Regions from separate parts of the Mus musculus genome. Here region 1 is linked to region 2. A link is a contact called in public Hi-C data. All regions are on one chromosome and are shown on one strand. The core of a region is the stretch at or near the end of the contact, and the rest is flanking DNA. Distances in the headings are between cores, read along the strand shown.

The links. A called contact is a pair of places that touch in the nucleus more often than the background predicts.
Region 1: a contact with region 2 is called in a Hi-C map of cerebellum, with 1.6 times the contacts expected there. The contact joins two enhancer-like sites. A contact is called at or near these places in 2 of 484 Hi-C or Micro-C datasets (cerebellum and embryonic stem cells) and 1 of 9 other capture datasets (embryonic stem cells).

The regions. Positions count from the first base shown.
Region 1 is chr15:37,721,433-37,729,042 of GRCm38.p6, reverse strand. It overlaps a transcript of Ncald not described here. Among named protein-coding and RNA genes, the nearest start is that of Gm15942, 25 kb to the right of the region's middle. Within about 2 kb of position 2,047, at least 27 of the 459 cell types and tissues checked have an H3K27ac peak or open chromatin away from gene starts, as enhancers often do. A contact at or near this core is called in cerebellum, where this site is marked.
Region 2 is chr15:37,341,853-37,348,596 of GRCm38.p6, reverse strand. Grhl2 (grainyhead like transcription factor 2) reads right to left here. Exons shown (of 16, transcript NM_026496.4): 13 at 3,850-3,944; 14 at 743-828. Among named protein-coding and RNA genes, the nearest start is that of 4930447A16Rik, 80 kb to the left of the region's middle. Within about 2 kb of position 3,011, at least 36 of the 459 cell types and tissues checked have an H3K27ac peak or open chromatin away from gene starts, as enhancers often do. A contact at or near this core is called in cerebellum, where this site is marked.

The DNA.
Region 1 (7,610 bases), core at 798-3,297, 380 kb before region 2:
GCCAGGAGGCAGTTGTGGTACCTTGATGGGGTTTTCTTCCCTGAATGCCCTTTCTAAAAGGAAATTTTGCCAAGGTTATGTAAGGGCAATTGTGTGTGTGAGAGTGTGTGTGTGTGTGTGTGTGTTTCGCATATGGGCATGCACACTTGAAGCGAGCTGATACTGAACCACTACAGCACAACAAGGAGCAATTGCAGTAGCAGAGGACAGCCCTTGAGCAGCATCTCCTCCTAGTGATAGCTGCTTTGAGTTTGATCTCTTGCCACGGGTGGCAAGCCTTTAGCAGTGTCGGTGGGAGTTGTGGGCCCTCTTCTCCCTGAGGCGAGGACCAGGCAACAGTTGGAATGACTCTAACTGGGGTGGCTTGATGGGTCAAGTGGATAACTTGATTTTGTCTTTTGATTTCTCAAAATGGAAATATTTCTGTCTTTGGAAATCTTCTTTTAAAACTGTAATCAATTTAAATAGACACAGATAGAAGGAATAGAAATGATCTTATTGGGATTAGTGTCCAGTCTATGGAGGTGGGCAGAGCTTGGAGAGTTGAAAAGGTGACAGAGTCTTGGAAAGATAACATTAAGAACCAGCATCCAGCCATCCAACTGCATCCTTGAAGAGCTGGGGCACAGATGCCCTCTTTCTGTGAGCCTGTACGTTGTGATTTTGCTTGAACACAGATGGGCATGTTTTGTGTTGGGTGCTTGCAGGGCCTTAGATGAGGCCGTCTTATTTGGATGCACCACAGGCCATGTGAACTTTGCCCTGATGCTCCTTTCCCCCCTTTAAGGGAAATTTTCAAAGTAAATGTACCTCTTTTTTAAATAAATGGCAGGGATAATAACGGAAGAGCTATTTGTGTAATAAATGGTTGTCCATGTTATGCCCTAAGCCCTACAGGGGGAAAGCTTGGTCCCTTACATTAGGTGTCTTGTCCTGGTGCCACATCACTGGCAGAACAAGGATGCAGTGATAAATTGAAGCTGTCCTAAGAAGGACTGGGGCATGGCTTAGCAGGAGGAGTGCTTCCCTAACATGCACTATAAGCTGGGTTTGAACCCCATCACAGCATAAACACTAGACATGGTGATGTATACCTATAATTCCAGCACTCAGTGAGGTAAAAGCAGGGGATCCGAGGCTCGAGAGTTTGAGACCTGTGTAGGAATTGAAATAAAGATCACAAAAAGCCAGAACTCAGGTATTCAGTATTCAATTACATATTGGAGAAGTGAGGCAGTGAGCCATCTTGAGGTCCAGCTTTTAATCCCAGCATTTGGGAGGTAGAGGCAGTGAGTTCAAGACCAGCCTGGGTGACAAAGCAAATTCCAGGCTAACCAGGGCTACCTAGTGGGGCCCTGGTTCAAAACAAATCAAAATGAACGATTGTGACAACCCTGTGACTGTTTTGTCTTTTACCTGAGTCTCTATGGGTCACTTCAGTGTTTATCGGTGGTAGCCAAGAAGGAGAATAAAGAAAACTGGTTCACTGTCCTGACCTTGTGCAGATCCACAAAGCTGAAACCCAACAGGCCAAAGAACCCCAGAGTGTTCTAAAGACTTTTCTTCCAAGAATAACTTGGAGTCACATATACTTTTGAAATTATATATCAGTATAAAACATTAAAATCTCCAAAAGCCACCAGCCCTCTCTGCTTGGAAATGTGGTGTTATGGGAAATGGCTGGCTTTGTTTTCTTTGAAGAAAGGCAATGGATTTATAATTTATAATCTTGGTGCCTATCATAGGTAGCCTCTAGAGCCCCAGGGGAGTTTGAAATTGGGAACAAGATTGGAAGAGAAGATTCAGACAGTGAGATAAAAAAAGCTGAATTCCAAACAGAGCTTGCCTACTCTTTGAATGCGTTTTGAAGGCAATATGAGTCTAGGTTTTATTTTTAAGCTTTGAAAACATAGGAATATCCTCTGGGAAGGTTTGCAGAGAGTCTCTTGGGAATGAGCCTGTAGTTTGGGCAGGGGGCAGGTTGCTACAGCTCCACCCCTGAGCGAATGGCCAAGCACCTTCATGGGAGGTGTTGTCTGCGTGTGGGACAGTGGAAACACGTTGGCGGATATGAGAAGGAAGCCTCGCTGATTGAATCAGGACCAAGCAGTGTGACTTTCCAGATTAGCAGATGGAAATCTGCTGCATGTGCTCAGCATTTCTATTTTGAGCACAGAGAACATCTCTCCAACTGTTTCTTTCCTCTTCTCCCCGCTCCCTCCGCAGACCTCGAAGCCCCTCTGCGCTTTAGTTTTCTTATTTTGTTGGTATGGGTTTGCTTCTAGCCTACACCTTGAGGTTTCTTAGCTGTTGGCCAGGGTGTGAGTTATCTGTTGTGATAATCAGTCAGGCAGGACTCTACAGAATCCCCTCAGACAGGAGCTGTGCTGGCCTCTCCAGGAATACTAGCTGGAAGACAGAGGGTGTGAGCACAGAAGGAAATTAGCTGAGGAAAAACTCCATCCAATAAAGTATAGGCCTCACTAGGCAAGCAGTTGGTGCTAGGCCCTCTGCAAGAGCGCCCCTCATCTGAAGGTCTTTGCATTGCTGGCTGGTATGAAATTCTTGGATATTTAATTTTGTTTTAATTTTATTTTAAGTGTACGTATGGATGTTTTCCTTGCATGTATCTCCATGTACCATGTATGTGCCTGGGGCCTGTGAAAGCCAAAATTCGGCATCAAATATCTTGGAACTTGAGATGTGAGTTTCTGTGTCAGTGCTGGGAATCAAATCCTGGTTCTCTGGGAAAACAGCCAGTGCTCTCAAATGCTGAACCATTGCTCTAGCCTGCTGTAGGTACGTCAGTATGAGAACACTGGTTTAGTTACTATAGACAACTAAAGCAGGTATCTGACTAAAGGGTCCGTGTATGCTTTCATGCACGTGTTCTCTCTGTCCCTGTCCCTGTCCCTCCCCCATCTCTGTCTCTCTCTGTCTCTCTCTGTATTTCTCTCTCTCTCTCTCTCTCTCTCTCTCTCTCTCTCTCTCTCTCTCTCTCTGTGCATGCTTCTGAAGGCTTGAGTTGCTGTGTAGGTATCTGGATTGCAATTCATGAGTCCTAAAGTATGAAATCTTTCTGGTATTTCGAGGAAGGATAAAGAAATAAGACACTTCCATCTGTTTTTAATTTGAATACTTTATTTCTGGAGAAAACTAAAATTTAAAATAAGTCTTTATTCTTTTTTTTTTTCCCCCACGCAGGCCATCTTTGCTAAGTTGAGGCTCCTTAAGACTAAGCTAAAAACATCTATTCATTGATTTGTACAAAGTGCTTTTGACTTAATTTCTATACTAATTGGTTACAGCATCTATGTGAACTATACATATCTCTATATATCAATCTAAGTGACGCTGTAGTATCAGCTGTGAGGCTCTTTCTCCCTTAAACTCACATGCCCATTCTCTTCTTGGAGGATGCTTTAGGCCTATTTTTAGAAATGAGCATAAATGCAGTAAAGATTCTCATGTTACATATGAAAAACCTTCCAGCAGCATCTCGGATGTGGCAAGAGGAAGGGCTTTATGACATCTTTCTGAGTGAACTTAGTTAATAGTTCCAGCTAGTGGGTCCAAGTCTGGATGGACACCTGAGGTGTGCTCGCACAGTATCTGCAAAGCACACCATGAAGCTGAGTGTCGTAACGAGCGTCTTTACATCAAACATAAGGAAAGCAAAGCAGGGGCAGGTCCATCTCTGTGGGTCTGAGGCCAGCTTGTAAATGACAAGTTACAGGCTAGCCAGAGGCAGGTAGATCTCTGTGAGTCTGAGGCCAACCTGTAAATAACAAGTTACGGGCTAGCCAGGGCACCCAGGGAGTCTCTGTCTAAAAATAAGTAAAATACATACTGTCGTTGCTTTTATCTTCATGGCTTTCTAGGTCCCTTGGTAACAAGGAAAGAATGGAATGAACTGTGTCCCTTGAGAGCCGTCTGATGATCATCTCCCTTCCCATAAGGTGATGTGGGGGTTAAAAGCGGGGACTCTGTTCTCCAGGGCCTGTGGTGACCTTGGTCTGGCATGTCCTTGTCATGTGGAAGGCAGGACAAGGATTGGATAGAAGCAGGAACTATTGGTGGATCTCATGGGCTTTAATTTCTCCCTCCCACCCCCTGCTGCTTACCAGCAAACAGGACAAGCTACTTAGCATCTCTCTATTCGTTCTTCACATAGGAAATTGGGCAGAAAACAGTAAGGGCCTTTGGGAGGATCTAGTAAGCTAACACTTGTCTGTCCCCAGAACACTGCCTCGTGCATAGCGGCACACCGGTGTTTGCCACTATTATCGATATTGTTACCAGTATATTCGAGAAACACCTTTGTTGTGTTTTCAGTGTACAAAATGGCAACTCCATTGTGTACTAGAGTGACCAGGTTTACTGAGCAGGACTGCACATGGTAGCACTTGCACTTGGCTCTGTTTTGAGGATTCTGAAAGCGACCTCCTGTGGCTATACCTTGATCCCTGGCAGTGGGGAGATTCTGGGGCTGCAGAATGGCAGGGAAAGAGTTAACTCAGGGCTGCAGCCGCTGAACATGCAGTATAAACAGTATTTGGGAATGAGGTCACTTCTGTTTTGGGAACCTAAAGGCAAACACAGTTACATTTGTTCCTGTAATCATTGCCTTGTTTGAGACTGTTTATGTTTAGAAACTCGCGTTGGAATATTTATCAGTCGGGGCTCTGAAACCAACTCTGGCTACTTCAGCCAAAAAGGAACAAAAAGAGCCATGGGACTCTTCCTGGGGTTGAGGGAAGTGCATGGGCTGCAAGGGTGGCCTCAGACAGAGGTGGGATGCTTCTGAGGGCCTGAGGGGAGTCTTCCAGGACTCACTTCAAGAGGAAGCAGCAGCAACTATTTTGCTTCCTGATATTCTGTCACTGGAGACTGAGATTCCTGGAAGAGTCTGTTGGTTGGGTCTGTTCCTGTGCCCTGGCAGGAAGGCCCACCAAGAATGCAAGTGGTTGAAGAGGGTGGAGGAAGTAGGCTCTCCTGTCTTCTAGGCATTTTTTTTTTTTGCTTTTGTTTTTGTTTTCCTTTTGAGACTGGGTTTCTCTGTGTTGCCCTGACTGTCCTAGAACTCCCTTTGTAGACCAGGCTAGCCTCAAACTCACAGAGATCCACCTGCCTCTGCCTCCCAAATGCTGAGATCAAAGGTGTGTACCACAGCCGCCTGGCTTTTGGTCTGTGTTTTAAACAGTCATTCAAAGGCATGCTTGAGCCCCAGAACAAGCTTGATATTGTAGAAATGTGGGTAACTGTGAGTACAAGAAACCATAAGAATGACATGGAGGGGCAGATGCAGGTGCACATCGTGGATGGGGCTGGCTCTGGGTGTCTCCACTGTGTGCAAAGAAGTGTGTGAAAGCCGCTGTCACAATCCATGCTGCTACTATGGCAGAATATCTCAGACTAGAGGATTGATGAAGAAGAGAAGGTTGTTGTCTCATAGTTTGGGAGGCTGGGAGATCCAAACCTGAATGCCAGCAGGTTTGGTTGTGTCCTGGCTGCCTTTGCGTTCCATGGTGGGATCTTGTCAGTGTATCCCTGAGAGGAAGAAAACTGTGAGCTCACAGAGGCAGAAGGGCAACTGTGTGGACTGTGAAGTCTGCTTCAAGGTCTCAGTCACACTTCGAGGGAAAGCACCGTCACACCCTTTAAAGGCCCCAGCTCTGATACTACCCACTGGCCACCACATTTCAGTGCCTTAATTTTGAAGCCTGAATTCAAACCATAGCTCTGGTCTCAGTGTTCCTTAAACAGGGGTTGGTTTCTCTGAGACTTCTCAATGAGAGCTTTAAATACTTTGAGGTTTCAATGGAATACCTTTTTAAAAGGTCCATTTATTCTGGATGTCCCTTAATACAACACATGCTTATGTCCCCTCCCACTCATCCTGCTTGTAGGAGCCGGGGGGCTAAGTAGGAATTCATTTCCAGTCATGATCTAATGAGAGAGATCCAGAAGCAGGCTAAATACAACAGTGCACTTGTGTGGTGTGCATGCCAGATGACATAAGAGTGCTGTTTCAGTTGGAGAAGAGAATTTGGAAGCAGGTCTTCCCCTGGCACACATAGTATACTCACTTTGGGCCTCAACAGTCAATGCCTTATGCAAGCTGAGAACAGCAATTTAGATTCAATGAAACAATAGAATCGTTTGCGTGCTGCTAATGTTGTTTTGAATTTTATTAGCTTTAAAGTTTTGAATTTAATTTGTACCACTGTTCTTAGAGTGCTGAGAAGGCAAACAAGGCTTACATAAGTCATTTTGTATTTCTGTGTGGTTAGCTGAATTAAAATAAAATACCTTTGGTCATCTCTGGAGGTCCTTGGGGTCCTTTCTTTCTTAAGTGGGGAGTATTTTATTCAAGGTTTGGAGGTGCTGCACCATGGGAGATATGCCCCAGAGCCACCTCTTCACAGAAGAGTCGCCTTTTCCAGCTCTGGCCTACTGAGCCAGCCATAGGACTTGCTGTGGCCGGTAGGGTATTATGAGACATGGAAGTAGGCTTGAGAGGAGCTTGTGGCTTCTCACCAAGTACTCCTTTTCTGTGAAGAAATATGCTGCTTCTAGCACTATAGATAACGGGAAGCTACCTGCATCCAGCTGATCCCAGTCAAGACTAGCTAAACTCTGGCCAACCAACAGTGGGTGGTCAGAAGAGGATGCCTGTGTTTGTTTACTGCGAAGCATTGTTGGTCGAGAGCTGAGCTATACAGTCTAGGACACTGGTCAGGTAGCTACGCACCCTGGTGTGTGCATCTAGTTACTGTTCTAGTTGCTACAGCCAAAATGTGTGGTAGAAGCAACTTCAGGGAAGAAGAATATGGTTTGGCTCATGGTTTCAGGGGGTCATCAACCCACCAAGGTCTGAAAGGCTTGGTGGGTCTTGGTCCCTGGGTGATGGGCAGCTACAGTGGGTGCTCTTCCCATCTTCATGGACTCAGAAGTAGAGATGAGACTAGAAATAGAGCTGGTCTGTAGCACTCCAAGGTCCACCCTTGTCAACCTACCTCAATCAGCCAGATCCCATCCCCTAAAGGTCTCATAGCCTCCCCAAACACTAGGACCTGCCAGGGGCTCATACCAGGAAGCTAAGTGTTCCACCACTAAGCTAGATCCCTAGTCTATAAACAATGGGCTTCACTGAGTACACTGATGGGGCAATCATAGCCATAGTCATTAGGACCACATCAGGGAAAAAGACAGATGAAGTCTCAGAAGGTCAATAATTTTTGTTTCATTATATCCGTTCATTATAGAAATCCATCCCTCCCCCTCTTTTCTTTTATTGATTTTTTTTTGAGACAGGATTTCTATGTGTACCAGTCCTGGCTGTCCTGGAACTTGCTTTGTAAACTAGGCTGTCCGTGAACTCACAGAAATTCCCCTGCCTCTCAAGCACTGGGTGTGAACCACCATGCCCAGCTAATTTTTCTCTTTTCACAAATCACTTCCACTCTGACACGTTTGAAGAGCAGCAATGTTACCAGGGAGATGTGAGCCTACTTATATGTAGGTTTACACTGAGCAGAAGAGTCAGAAAATAACAGGGCTATGTTTTTCCCATCGCCACTGAGACCATCGTCAGTCAGCCTTTTGTT
Region 2 (6,744 bases), core at 1,762-4,261:
CTCACAACCATCTCTAATGAGATCTGATGCCCTCTTCCAATGTGTCTGAAGAGAGTGACATTGTACTCACATACATAAAATAAATCTTATCCTTCCACTTCTGGGAGGGAAGAAACGGGGCCAGAGCAAGGAAGGAAGGGAGGAAGGAAAAAAGAAAAAGAAAACCCGTATGTTCTGCTACACAGCCATACATACCCAAGGCAAGTGTGAGAACGTGGCTCATACCCATGGCATGGTTGAAGCTGGGGGTCAAGAGTGTGTGAATAAAACAGTTTCCCCACGGCTGTGCTACCAGCCCTGCTCTAGGTCAGCGATGAGAAGAGGAGAATCAATTCCGGCCACCATAGTTCTACAACACATCTTCCCCCTTAACCCACGTGTCCTCTTCACATTGGAATATGTTACCATAGTGTATTGGTTTTGTAGTTTTTTGGTTTGTGTATATTTGGAAGCCATGTGCACCTAATCTGGCTTTGTGCAAACAGATAAATAAAAACCTCACTTTACCCCTCCTCTGCAGCAGCTGACTCGGATGATTACTCTGAAACCAACCAAGAGTGTATCTGAGCATGCGCATCAAGACCCTGTCCGGAGGTAGAGATTTCCAAAGACCTCAACTCTTCATTTTCTTTCAAAAGCTCATGCTGGAGCCACCCTGGTGGCTGCACTGCACTAAATAAATTCTGGCCGGGTGAACGGGGCAGGGCTCATGGCGTCTACGGGGGCTGGGCTTGTGGCTTACCGCTTCCATCAGACCCTTCACCGTGGGTGATTTCAGCATCAGAGCATCGAAGACGTCATCGTTCTCCTTCCTCACATATAAAAGCACTGCAAGAGAACGGAAAGACCAGAGTGAACTAAGGCTTGGGACTGCTTCCTATCACGTGAGACGTCAGGCTGACATCACCTGCTCTCTGCTTCCTGTCACGTGGGACGTCAGGCTGACATCACCTGCTCTCTGCTTCCTGTCACGTGGGATGTCAGGCTGACATCACCTGAACTCTGCTTCCTGTCACGTGGGACGTCAGGCTGACATCACCTGTTCTGCCAACAGGCTAATGACTACTGGGATGTACATGCTCTCATGCCTGTATCCATACTTGAGTTTCTCGGGTGGGGCACATGGTCTCTTTATGACCACTCTTTCCTGTAACTTATATTTGCATATTTGCTCATTCGGTGAATACCACTGAAGGCGCCTAGGTGCCACAAGCTGTGTATACCAAGAGCTGAGCTTGCAGCACAGAGCTAGTTAACCCCAGTCTATGCCTTTAGGGAGTTTGTGGTCCACTAGGAGAGACAGGCAGGCTTGAGAAAGCAATGAAGGAAAAGCAAGAGACAATACTTTCAGCCAGGTCCTGCAGAGGTGAGAGTGCCCAAAAGTGGGGGCTTAAGGCATTGTGAAGACCGTAGGAGTGGTTGTCTAGAAAGGTAAGTCACCAGAAGGGTTAGGCTGGCAGACGACCTCGAGTAACGGCCTGGAAGGGGACAGTCCAGGAAGAACTTAGGATGTGGCGAATCACAGCTCTGAGTGTAATCTAGGCTTCCATGCCTAGATTATCTGTGAGACAGACACTAGGAACTAGCACATAGGGTTGCCTGCCGGTTCTGTGAAATAAGATCCGTGTGTTAGGCTCGGTCTAGGCCCCGCACACAGATAAAGACCCAGTCTTCAACCTACAGAAGCTGACAGGAAGTGGTTGTGGTTTTTGAACCTTCAAGCTGGGCCATGGTGTTCTATTCCTTTCTCTACAAGTTCTGAATTGGAGAGTGTGCAGACTGAGCCAGGATGGCAGAGACCGCAGATCTGACCGATGTAGACGGACCTCAGGGAGGCACAGATGTACCAGCTGGGCCCCACAGACATGGCCACCCTTGGCGCTGCTTCTCCTGGTCACGGAGTCCTCCTACTGTGCCATCATGTTGAGAAGTCAGCACCCGGAAAATCAACTGGCCGCCATCACTCAGTCCTGCCATCCCAGAGGGAGAACTGCTCTTTCTGTCTTCTAGCAGCAGACATAACTTAACTTCCCTTCCAGGGGAAGAAAAAGCTGAAACCCCTCATCTGTCCACACTAAGGAAAACAACTGCCCAGGACAAAAAAAAAAAAAAAAAAAAAAAAAAAAAGCAAAAAACCCAAAACACTGATGAGCCTATATCTCAACAATAATCCTGATATTAATCCAGTGACCATCACCATCAGCAGAGAAACAAAAGCAGAACTGAAAAATGAAATCAGCTAGACCCACACCCGACACTCCCTCTCCCTCCCTCCCGCTCCATCCCAAAGGCTTGCTTAAATCTGTGCTTATAAAAGCCACATTGACAGGGATTCTGCCCAAAGAATGTTCGGTTAGAATATAGGGAAGGAGGAGAGCGGGAGGGAGGAAGAAAGACTTGGGCAGTGCAGTGCTTTCTTTTTCTTTATCAAATATAAAAATGAAGTGCCAATTAAGGCTGACCACGTCGCCAAAAATTTTTCACATTTAGCCCCTTGAAGCAATACTGTAGAGTCTACACGTCAATTAAAACTACCTAGTAACCCAAAGGCTATCATAAACGGAGAGGATGTGAACAATATACAGAAAAATATAGGATGCAGAGCCCAGTTACATCCAGATAAGGAAAACTAAATTCAAGAAGAGCTAGCTGATGGCTATTATTTGCTGGAAATTCTGTAATTTCTTCCAGAAGCTCTCAACAACAAAAAGAGTGGAAAAAGCAATTTCCATTGGGTTGACCCTTGGGAAACCTGCGATTACATTCTATTAAAATGAGCACTACTTATAAATAGCCTCTGTTCAAGCCATTGTCTTTGATATTACTCCGGGGGGGGGGGGGGACTGGAAAGTGCTCAAGTCTGTTGGTTCTTTTTTGGGGGGGGGGGTGCGGCGGCAGACTGGCAGGGCAGTTCCAGCTGGGCTTGCTGACAGCTATCCTGGAGGGTGTGCTGGGCTCCACACACTTAGAGGGCTTGGCCAGAGAGTCAGTTTTCATTAGCTCTGTTCTGTGGTGTGGCAACGGTAATAACCATCCTGCCAACCACAGCAGAGACAACCACCAAACATCCCAGGCAGCCTCGTGTGCAGCCACCCTGACAAGTGGCCGCCAAGGAAAAACAGACAGTAATGATGGTTTTGGGAAGCTGACAAATGACCAGTAGGGCCAAGTACAGGCTCAGAGTGCCAAGCAAGGAGCCCAGTGACTTCTCCATCCTTCTCCAAAGAGATCCTCTTGGGGGGACGGGGACCAGCGATTTCCTTACTGCTGGTAGGTCACAGTGCCCTCTGTCTGTCTGTGCAGTTTCAGAAACCTTACCTTAATCTTTAATTACAGCCCAAGATAATTTCTAGTGGCAATGTGGGTGCCAGTTCCACAAGCTCTGAAAAGCAGTTGTTGGACTGGCTCCAGCCTGTAATTGAGTAGGTGATGTACAAGTGCACACCAGTCACCAGTGTGACGCTGCCCCAACCCTAAGTAGTTAGGAAGGAAGAGGCACCAAGCAACGGAGGTTAAAATTCGTGATGGCAAGCTGGGGGCCACCATCACATATGGGCGGGCCCAACCTATTGTAACCGTTTCTGTCTATGGAATAATTCCGAATCACTGGTTCATGGGGAAGGCACAGCCACACACACAGGCAGTCTCCTCTGAACTGTGTACCTCACTGCTGGATGGGCCAGGAGATACATAACTGCTCCCCTAAGGCAAGAGAAAGCCTGTAGCCTCCAATGTGAGGAAAAGCCCACCAGGATTAGCAATGATTCTGTCACAGGGAGTGAGTTCTTCACAGCAGGTCAGCCTGCCTGCCCGAAGCCCTGTCAGTGGCCAGTCGGAACGGAGAGATACCTCGTTTTACGTTTTCTTCTTTGATCTGCTTAGACGGTGTTGGACCAAACTCCTCTTCCATGGGCCTGAACATCCGCTTAACAAGGACGCTGCTGCTGGAGAGGACACACAGAGATGAATAAATACACAAGGAGTGTCACAGTGAGGGGAGTCCTCCCCAGTTCACACCAAGTCACGGCAGGAGATGACACAGGCTAGACCTCTGTTGGGGACTGGCCTGATTTCCTACAGTTCTCCCTTTTCTAACTGCCACAGTGGGAGGTTCAACCCAACCTCCTGTCCTTTCCTCTCCCCACAGAGGACTCCAGCCCTCCCGCCTGGAAGATGGTGGCGTTTTCCCCTGAGCACTCTCTGAGGGGCCAGCTGTGACAGCTCTGCATTTGCAAAGTCCCTGTGCATTCCAGATGCGCTCTGGAAAGGGGAGGGTTGTTAGAGAGGAAGAGAAATGGAGATTCACTATTCTTAATCTCAGGCATGTAGATCTCAGGCAGGTCTGCAGAAAATGGTGCTTTCTCTGGTGATTGGCTGGCCCGGGGAAGCAGTATCTGACAGATCACTCAGCACAATTGTTAGGACAAGACCTGGGGGGGGGGGGGGGAGGCCAGACCACCTCAAATGACTTAAAATTCCTCTTTTAAAGTTTATTACTGTACAAATTTGGACATGTTTCTTAATTTCCATGGACCTTAGTCTCCTTATCTTTAAGAGGAAGCTATTGACACAGAAATGACAATATTTGAAGAGCTGGAAATATTAATTACACCAAGTTGATCATTACACACTATGTACACGGTCAAATGGTCATACCGTGCCCTATAAATAAGTATAAATATTATGTGTCAAGTAAAATTAATTAATTTAATAAAATGTAAAAGGAGGCTGGAGAGGTGACTTAGCAGTAAAGACTGTCATGGTAGAGCTACCCAAGCAAATTGAGACCCTGGTAAGGTAGGGAATGAAGTCAAGAGCCAGCTCTCTTACTACATTCCCCTTTACGTCAAACAATGAAAACAGCTAAACAAAAAAAAAAAAAAATCTAAACCTCCAGTCACATCTGAAGGCAGTAATGAACTTAGGGCACTCTCCCTCTGTCCTGCCTTCTGCTTTGTGTTAACTGCGGGTTGTGGTACTCTGTCTCATCTGGGAACTGGAGTGACCATGAACTTAGAACGAAAAGATATAAAGAATCCATCCATACAGTACCCAGGCACCATTACACTAATGATTGGTAAGTAGCCTGAAATACTATCAGACACCTTCTCACGCTGTGTGAGGCAAACTCCATCACCAAGCAAGAGTCACTTATATTTTTTCCAGTTCAGCTAACTTTTGAGAACACCTTATTCCAAGCCACAGGAGACTTTGTCATTAAAACAGTATCTCCGATAAACCACATTGTTCTTGGGAGACCATATATGCTTCTCTACGCTTTCAAATCTACAAGTCCAGTAGGAGTCAGTAAATTTTATGTGTTCTGAATTCAACAGTTTCATTTATTTTTCAAAGCAAAACCAAACAAGGCGGCTATGACTAGCCTATTCTTTAATAAAAAAAAGAGTGCAGGTTGCAGGCTTCTGGTGCCCAGGCCAGTGATGCTATATGACACTTTTCAAAAGACCAGTGAGCAGCGGAGCATTGCTCTCTCTGGCCTCAATGCCATCCCACAGGCCATCAGGTAGAAAAACCCAAGGCCAGTCGCCATGGTTACAGGCTCAATCACAAGGTAAAGAAGACCCTTGATAGCAGTAAATGACATTAAGACTCATCAGAAAAGTATTGCTACGTGTTAGGTCTGAAGCAAGATTAGGGCTACAAAGGTACCCAGGACTTACAGTAAAACTTCTAGCGAGCAAAGAGATAACAGAGAAGAAGCCAAACACTTGGCCGAGCTGCTGGCATATTTATCAGCTTCTTTAGCACCACACATAATGGAATACAGAGCTAAGTCAACATGACAGGGATGAAAAGCTTGGGCCCAATGTGACAATAGTACCTCCTCATGGCTAGGGGAACACAGTGTCCTCAACACAGTGTCCTCGGAGCTCAGAGATCTGTCTGCCCTGCCAGAATTGCACATGAGATGAAATGAGGATGGGCTTCTGTGAAGGGCAGAAAGTTAAGCTGTAGGACCTGCCCACTCCCCACCTGCCTGCCTTCTCTACAGCCACAGGTTGAAAACTGAGGACACTGGGCAATAGGAGCACAAGGGTGAGTGCTGGGAATTGTGGGCAGGCACTGGTTCTATCGTGTGCCAGCTAGATGACTTTGAAGAAGCTTCTTAATTCCTCAATTATCTGCTGTCAACGGCAGAAAATGGGAAATCTGGGAGAAATCATGAACATGATGCGTGCAAAAAAAGCACTGAGTACCCAGGTATCCAGGGAGTGCTGTTGCCCAGGTACCCAGGGAGTGCTGCTGCCCAGGTACCCAGGGAGTGCTGTTACTTTCACAAATAGCAATAGCCAAGTACCCACCATACATTAATGGAGGTACTACAACTGTCCACAGTGCTCAAGCAGAAGATGTCTGAAAGTACGGGACATAGGTCTTGCAGTAGATCACTATACAACAACACAGGCACCTCTGACAGAGAGACTCGGCCAGTGGAGTTACAGGTAGGTCACTGGCCATTTGGCCTTAGTCAGCTTGCAAAGGACAGGCTGAGAGGAGACACTGGGCCAGCACAGGCACTTCACACTTTCCCTCACACACTATGAAGAGAAATGCTAAGAGCTGGGGACTATAGGAGATCAGTTGGACACCTACTCCATCATCCTCAGTATAGACCTAAGCACTAGGCCAGCCCAGAGGCTGACATGAAGTCTCATGTGGACACAGGGCAGTCCAGAGGACAGACTGGGTTTCCTGAGCTCAAAGCCAACATCCACCTCACGA